3 separate regions of the Mus musculus genome follow, and regions 1 and 3 are each linked to region 2. Evidence: chromatin contacts called from public Hi-C data. All regions are on one chromosome and are shown on one strand. The core of a region is the stretch at or near the end of the contact, and the rest is flanking DNA. Distances in the headings are between cores, read along the strand shown. Region 1 has its middle 28 kb from the start of Atp6v0d2. Region 2 overlaps Wwp1 (WW domain containing E3 ubiquitin protein ligase 1). Region 3 holds the start of Ttpa (tocopherol (alpha) transfer protein).

Region 1 (2,700 bases), core at 103-2,602, 320 kb before region 2:
CCAATTATGAAGAGTGGAACTCAGATCCCAGTATCCGCAGTAGGTGGCTCATAGCACCGAAATTCCCACTACAGAGGATTCTGTTCATTCCTCTGGCTTCTGTCAGCACCTGTGAACATGCATGCACACACACACATGCACACGCACACACAGGCACACACTCACGTGCACATACAACGGCATGAGTCCTTGTGGAGGGGAAAGGCACGCATTAGACATAGCTGCTATGAGCTCATATGTGCAATGTTCTGCAAACACTGTCGCACTGCAGATGCCCACTGCCTCTGCCTAGTGTTCTCAGCTTTGACCCTCTAGACTCTGATGAGCTCCCTTGTACCATGGAACTGAGAGACCTTCTGACTCAGTGCCAAGCCCTCTGCAGAGACATGATGGCCTGTATCCCTCTTATTATGGTCCTGACCCATTTTGTCTTGAACACATTTCTCCTGATCCCTTTGTCCACAACAGTCTCTCTAAATACAAATTTTCTGGGACTGACATATGACATTTGGCATAAATTATAATATAGTTCTTCAAGATCCTCTAACTGCATGGAGTATCCTCTGGTGATAGGACACCATGACAGAGTCCTGCTTTTGGGCTGGAGGAGCTTAGCTGGCAAGCTTATGTTGCTGGCAGTGTGATAAATGCAGGTCAGTAAATTACAAAGAAAGGGGGAGTTGATTCTCTGTGGAGATGAGTAATATTTACAGTACAACTTTGCATAAAATTGTACCCTATTTTTTCTTTGTGTTTGCACATAAATTATAAGCATTCAAAGCCTACTTTTCTCATTATTTCTTAATTTATGTTCTTAAATTTTTCTTTGTTTATATTCATCACATGAAAACATTTTCATACTTACATATCTTATGCATGGGAAGGAACCCCCATCCCCCGGGCTTTGGTTTGCATTCTTACTTCTTGGATTCACACAGAAGTCAATGACTGAATCCCAAATTCCTGATTCTAGATCTTCTGTGTGCCTCATGGTGATCTTGGGTAATGTCTTTCACGTCTTAGCTTTGGCAGTTTCCTAGCACAGTGTTTAGGAAATGCTAGGGTAAGAAGCACATGATTATTCTCTGTGGTTGCTGTGTCTGCTTGAGACACAGCCTTGCTATGTACCTCAGACTTGGGTCAACATTTTGACCCTGACTCCAATTCCCAAGAGCGGGTGTGACAGGTTACAGGTACAGGTTCGATGTTTTTATTTTTAAAACTTTTTCAGAAGCTTGATAATGTCCCTGCCCTGCAACCATAAAGTCCTGACTTTGAACACAAGAACCCACACAAGAAGAAGTTATGGTAACACATGCTTGCAATTTCACCACAGAAGAGCTCGAGACAGGCAGAGTCCCCGAGGCTGCTCAGTCAGTAAACAGTCCAGACTAATTGGTAAGTACCAAGTCAGGGGAGAACCTGTCTCAAAAAACAAAAGAACTACAGCAGCAACAACAACAAAAACCACTGGAGAAATGATACCTTCATACACACACACACACACACACACACACACACACACACACACACACACACACCATCATTTTTTAATTGATTGAAGAAATTAGAACATCTTAGCATTACAAACTTGCCTGCTCTTTGCACCCTGGGAACCTCTAGTGCAGATGAGTCCTGTCCGTTAGGATCCTGGATGTGTTCCGCATTGCAACCTCTTCCTTTCTTCCAGTCTTACTTCTTAGGTGCATTTCCTTTTTTTCCTGTATATTTAGAGCAAATATATCAATTAAACATTTTCCAAACTAATTGTAAAATGAAAGTAAACCTTTCCCTCTTAGCCCAAATATCCTGCTTTTCTCTAGAAGCAATCACTGTATTTTTTAGTCAGATCAAGTTTCTGAGGACATGTTTGTCACACTGAGGATGTCATAATGCAGGACCCTTCTACATCTTCTTTCTTTAATTTAAAACAATGAACTATCATACACTCTAACATACATATTTATTCTATCATTATAATATCTGCATATATTTCCAATTCCTGGATGTAGCATTTTTGAAATATATTAATTTATTATTAAATCTATTAATTTGTGATTTCTGTTACATAAGTAATGATGTTTTATAGACTTTTGCACATTTGGCAATAATATGTAGGAGTAATTTCTAGAAATGCCACTGTGAATTTAAGAGCTGTGCCCTCTCTCCCAGTCTTAAGCAGGCAGGCTCAGACCTGGTTTGCCACAGTTGTTAGCCCACCTAGGGACAGGTCAGAAGGAGTATAGACATTCAGACTGAAGCCAAGCACAGTCACCAGTCACCATAATTCGCAGGCAGGACCATGGAGCATAAATAAATTTTATGCCCCAGTCCAGCTAATTTTTAATAAATAAAAAGGGAGGAATTGTGCCCTTGCCTCAGCCTTGAGCAGGCTGTCTCAGACCTGGTTTGCCACAGTTGCTAGCCCACCTAGGGTGGAGACTTCCAACCTAGGTAAAGTCTATTGTCCTGACACAAATACAGTTTCCTCCAAGATGCCACTACCTGCTGAGAGGCTGAGCCTGTTTTTCTGACAGATTCTGACAAAGTGACCATGAGATCCTGGCATAGGGAGAGATGCCCCTGGCCCTTATATGCTAAGACTCATAAGTAAACATTGGGCCTTGATCAGAGAACTGTGTCTTGGCTCATTATTTCTCTCTCTGATTTTCCCACTCTGCCTTTCCCATCAACCCCATT
Region 2 (2,700 bases), core at 186-2,685:
TATTATCAAAACTGCTTGTGTATGACTAATTCTGAGCCAAATGATTGTTTCAAGTTTCCAAGTGTATTACACATGGCTTGTTCAGAGCTATATTTGAATTACTTTAGCAAGTGTGTATCTAAATTTATGTTAGTCGTTATTTTACTTTTTCTGTCTTAAGTCTGTTCAGATATGGGGCTGAGATAAGAGATTCAGATATAGATTGAGAGCATAATTGCCCTTTAGGGAAGCCTATTCATGAGCTGCCGTAGGACCCAGACCTGGCTTGGCTGTGGTTCTGAGGGATGATAGTAAATACGAATTTTTATCTAAGTGAAGCATGCTTATGACTAACTCTCATGAAAACTTACATATTATGAGAGTGTATTTGGGTCTTATTTTAAGACATGCTGTTGTATAAATGTACATCGTCGAGTAAGGATTGCAGGTGGATTTCTATCCTCCAGAGATAGGTGTGGTGGGACTCCAAAACTTACAGTATTGCTTCAGAGAAAAGGTTACCAGTCACTTGTTAAGAGACTATACTCTTCCTTGCTTATCACTAACACAAAGTACAACCACTGTTTAGCACTAGAACGGGGGAAAACATATGATAGCAAGTCAGAGAAAACTTGAGGGATTGTCCATCCATTTTTAGCTAGTTTATGGAACAAACCAGTTGAACTGCAGAATTAAATATGAGATAAGGAAATACATACTTTTGAAAATACAAATTGAATTATTTTGGAAGTATTTATATAGCATATAAGTGTCTAAATATCCATATTTTTGTCTTTAGATTATGGCATTAAAACCATATGACTTGAGGAGGCGATTATATGTAATATTTAGAGGAGAAGAAGGTCTTGATTATGGTGGCCTTGCAAGGTAAACTTAAAAATGTACTGCTTTGGAATAAATCTCTTTTGTCATCTGTAGTAGATTAATTCTTTAAAAAAAATATATGAATATATTAAATTATGCTTTTTAGTAGCAACCGGAGTTATTTTAGATAACCATTATTACAATTTTCTGTATATGTGTATGTGTATGGTATGTGTGTATGTCATCTTGCATGAGTGTGGCACACACACGTGTGTGTATGGGTATATGTGCACATGTGTGTGGAGGCCTGACGTCGACATCTGGTGTCTTCCTCTATACCTTTATATGTTTAGGCATTGTGTGAGTTGGTCTGACTAGCCAGCTTTTTCTGTTATTTCCTACCTTCACATCCCAGGTACTGGGATTACAGGTGGGTCATGACCACATAGCCCGAGCACATGGGGTCTGGTGAAGAGAGAACTTAGATTCCCCTGCCTACATGGCAAGTGCTTTCGGCACTGAGCCATCAGAGGCTCCAGCCATTAGGATTACTCTTCTGTACTTGCTAATGCTCTCATCAAATGGCTGCATAGTATTTCACATATGGTATGGCGTAATCGATGGGTTCACGGAAGGTTACTTGTTAACTTTGCTATTTCAGTGTTGCAAGTCACTTTTATTTGTGCTCTTGCTCTGATCTGAGTTTACTTAGAAAATGAAATTTTCTGCATTTACTGAATAGACTCTTAAGAGTGGATACCTGTGAAGTAGTTAGTGAATAGTCTTTGTTTTCCCCTTTGGTTGCTTAACACAAATCTATATTGGCATTTGTTTTGTTTTGTTTTGTTTTCAAGACAGTATTTCTCTGTGAAGCCTTGGCTGTCCTGAAACTTGCTCTGTAGATCAGTCGATCAGGCTGGCCTTGAACTCACAGAGATCTGCCTTCCTCTGACTCCTGAGTGCTGGGATTAAAGGCTTGAGCCACCACACCTGGCAGCGTTCCTTCATTTAACAGTTTCATTAAGACTGCCTAAGAATTCAGATTTTCATAGAATTTTAGAGAATTAGACAATCACACTTTTAATTCATCTGACAAATCGCAGGACCAAGTCATACCTGGTAGAAATAGATAATTGCTGTGAATTTGTTAGTGTTTATATTAGCATCATTCTCTATCCAAATCATTATTACCATTTTCAGCTACTATTCAAGAAATATTCATAGTGTATGTAGTTTGAGTTTTTCTCAGTTTCAGAAATGTCCAGACATCGAAATGAAAGGTACATTTTAGAAGTGAGACTTTTTTATTTTCCCTTCAATGTCTGTTTTGATAACATTCACATTCTTTTTTGAACTATTGTTTGTCTTAGTTATTTGGTTATAGTTTTATGTTTTAACAGTTTAGACAGTTAAACTGTTCTTCTGTATCCTTATTTTCTTTCTTTTAATTTTTTATTTCATTCACACATTATATATTTAGATTCTTCATTGAGGTGCTTATCCAAGAATTCATTGGGTCACTATGTTCCTCTAGTTGATACATGTTTGGAAATGTTTTCTTTGTTGGGTTTCTATATAAACAACAACCTTAGTGGACAGAAGTGTCTTGCATAGCACTGTCTGTCCAGTAGTCGTAGGTACTGCTTCACTGTTGTTTTAGCATTGAATGTGAGTACTATGAAATAGGCCAAACCTTGGGTCAGAAAACCTTCTCTGAGTGCAAACATTGTACCTTAAAGTTCACTAGTTTCATTGCAGATCGTTTGGTCTCTCTCTCTCTCTTTTTTTAAAGGAACATATTAAGAGCTTTAATTTCAGGGAAGTTTCCTTCTATTTTATCTTTGAATATGTTTTTCTGTTCTATTTGTTCTTTTCTTTCTTCAGGAACATCAGTCA
Region 3 (2,700 bases), core at 55-2,554, 370 kb before region 2:
GAATGTAGGGATGAACGATCAGCATAGGGCCTAACAGCACCCGCCCAGTAACAATCTCTACAGCCACAAACAAAAAACTGACTAGATATCCCCAAAAGAGTAGTAGGTGTGAGCACATGTTCACATGACCTGATTCTATAACAGCATGCAGTTGAGAAAAGCCAAAGGAAAAAATAAACTCACAAGCGCCTGTTTGCGTGAGCATTGTTACACAGGCTTGAAGTAACAGGTAATGCCATACTTCTGGGTCCTCAAGGTCTAACTAGAGTTTGTGTTGGGAAATTCTTTTCTTTTAGGAAATTCCTTTGAAGTTTTTCCTGTTTTGTATTGTTTGTGGTGTTTTTTGCCATACTTGGTGCTTATCCAATAAAATTAGTTTCATAAACCCAGGGCATGTTGGAAATCCGCAGCCTGCTGATCACTGACTACTTTCTCCGTGCCAAGCACAGGGTTTGGCACATCTTGTTCTAGCATTCCAGGTTAATGTGCAATTCTCGAAACTACTGTCATGTCCTCACAGTTACTGAACAGATAAGGGTGCTGACCCCAAGAGGGACAAAGTCAAGGTCGCATCTCCCTGACCCCAAGGCCCCATCTCTCTTGGCCCCAAGGCCAGTGTGTTGTGAATACCTGAAACATAAAAGAAATCATCTGTACTGCCCTGGGTTTCAAACATGCCAAACTGTGCATTTAGCTCTATTAACATAGTCTTTTTCAAGATGCCTTTAGATGTCCATTTCGTCGTCCTCTGTCCACACCTAGTTATCTATTCAGTTAACACAGCTGAGCACCCCGGGGGTCAGGGATCTCCACTTTGTTTAATTCCCAAGGACCCTAGTAGTCCACGGGATGTCCTCCGCGGCGGCGGGGACCAAAACATCGGCGGGGGCGAAATCGGGGTTCTGGGCGCGCCTGCAGTCACACTGCCACGCTCGGCGCGCGTGGATTCCGCCGTCGCCGAGCTCTGCCCGCCCCCGGTGCACACTTACGCGCCAGGCCAGATCCAGATCGAAATCCCGGGCGCGCAGGAAGCGCAGCAGGAAAGCGTCTGTGAGAGGCTGCGGGGTCTGCGGGACGCCTGCCTCCTGCACCCGGCGCCTGAGCTCCGCCAGGCCGGGCTGGAGCAGCGGCGAGTGGTCGGGCAGCTCGTTGAGCTGTTTCCCAACCAATGGCCCCGGCCGCATCTCTGCCATGCCCGCCGTGCTGTCCCGGCGACAGGGGGGAAAAGTGCGGGCCCAGAGCCACCCTCCGCCCCCCGCCGTGGCCGCCGCCCCACGCACACTCACCCGGGCCGCCCCGATCTCCCGTGCCCCGCCGGTGCAAGGGTCACGGCGCCCTCTTAAAGAAGCCCACGTGGTGCCCTCCGGTGCTCACCAGGGTAACCGCAGCCAGTCCCAGGGAAGGAAAGTCACTAGTGTTGAACCTAAAGAACGGGAAGTCGAAAAGTTACTTGGGATGTTTATAATCAGGCTGCCAGAGACTTTTCTCACCCTTTCCTCGTTGCCCTTCCCCCTCTGTCCGTTTTGGAATCAGGGAACACTGTAAACGGCTCTTTAATTAGCTTGGGTAGCAGACACTCAGGAACCCTCCTCCTGACCCCTTCCTTAAGGCTGAGCTCAGGCCATCTCTGGCATTCTAACTAGTTTCCAAAATGTAACTCAAGGAAGCCACCTTTGGCAGTCTCCTCCTCCTCCTTGCTTCTCTCCAGGAAAATGCTTTCCAGATCTTGGCATCTGGCTCTACTAGAGAAAGGAGAGCGGGTGGGGGAGGTCACATTTTAAACACTAACGATGTATGTGTTTAGATGCCACCAGTCTCTCAATCAAAACCCTTACTTAAGGAACCTGAAGGATGTCTGCTGAAGAATACACAGAGATGACCGCGAAATCTGAATGAACACACGGAAGTATTTTTTCCTTCATTTCCATTAAAATTATCCTACACTTGAACTGCCACCTGAACAGAAGAAAGTCCACAAAACTAACTCCTCTTAATATGCAGTGCATGTTCACAAAACACTGATTTTGCGAGTGAAAGAGGCCTTAAAGGAACTCAGAGCAAGAATGTCTGATGGAGTGGCTCTTGGGTAGAGACCATGTTCCGATTATTGAGGATATCCTCAAAACAGAACTCTTGCCTTGGAGACGTTTTTCATTTTTGTGTGGGCTGGAAGTAAAAGGAGCAGAGGTAAATCTCCTCCATGGTGTAGGAGAACATTAAGCAAACACCAGGGAACAAGGCCAAGCGGCTGTGTTGTGGTGTGAACCCCTGAATCACAAAGAGAGCTGGCTGGGGTGCTTGGTTACCGGGCTGAGAGCTTTGAATTCTATACTGAGGAAGGAGAGGGAACAGTATTAAATAACCAGGATCCAATCTGAAAACTGTTAAGTCTCAAACCCTGGGACAAGTAGCTAGGTGCCTTTTAATACATCAAAGTGGAGCTGTCCCCTAGGTTGTCCCAGCATCTCTCAGTCCCTACTTGTTAGAGGGCATGGCAGGTATGCTCCACCCCACCGTCTCCCTGCCAGCCCTCCAGCCCAGGGTGTGGGCCGTCCTTCCAGAGAAGCTCATCCCTATATAATCCAGCCGGTTTGTTACCTTCCCTCTTTAGTTTTTAGCCTTTTCCTCTCTAGACTGCTGCTCCTGCCCCACCCCCACCCTCTTTATTTATTAGCCTTTTCCTCTCTAGGCTGCTGCACC

What was found. A called contact is a pair of places that touch in the nucleus more often than the background predicts.
Region 1: a Hi-C map of liver shows a contact between it and region 2, with 2.7 times the contacts expected there. The contact joins two enhancer-like sites. A contact is called at or near these places in 3 of 484 Hi-C or Micro-C datasets (bone marrow-derived macrophages, liver and nephron progenitors).
Region 3: a Hi-C map of liver shows a contact between it and region 2, with 3 times the contacts expected there. The contact joins the promoter of Ttpa here to the enhancer-like site in region 2. A contact is called at or near these places in 5 of 39 promoter capture datasets (hematopoietic stem and progenitor cells, hippocampal neurons, liver and 1 more), 1 of 484 Hi-C or Micro-C datasets (liver) and 2 of 9 other capture datasets (embryonic stem cells and liver).

What each region holds. Positions count from the first base shown.
Region 1 is chr4:19,949,118-19,951,817 of GRCm38.p6, reverse strand. No RefSeq gene overlaps it. Among named protein-coding and RNA genes, the nearest start is that of Atp6v0d2, 28 kb to the right of the region's middle. Within about 2 kb of position 1,352, at least 9 of the 459 cell types and tissues checked have an H3K27ac peak or open chromatin away from gene starts, as enhancers often do. A contact at or near this core is called in liver, where this site is marked.
Region 2 is chr4:19,633,421-19,636,120 of GRCm38.p6, reverse strand. Wwp1 (WW domain containing E3 ubiquitin protein ligase 1) reads left to right here. Exons shown (of 25, transcript NM_177327.5): 17 at 779-867. Among named protein-coding and RNA genes, the nearest start is that of Gm42259, 16 kb to the right of the region's middle. Within about 2 kb of position 1,435, at least 3 of the 459 cell types and tissues checked have an H3K27ac peak or open chromatin away from gene starts, as enhancers often do. A contact at or near this core is called in liver, where this site is marked.
Region 3 is chr4:20,006,933-20,009,632 of GRCm38.p6, reverse strand. Ttpa (tocopherol (alpha) transfer protein) reads right to left here and starts at 1,304. Exons shown (of 5, transcript NM_015767.4): 1 at 990-1,304. The coding sequence starts at 1,193.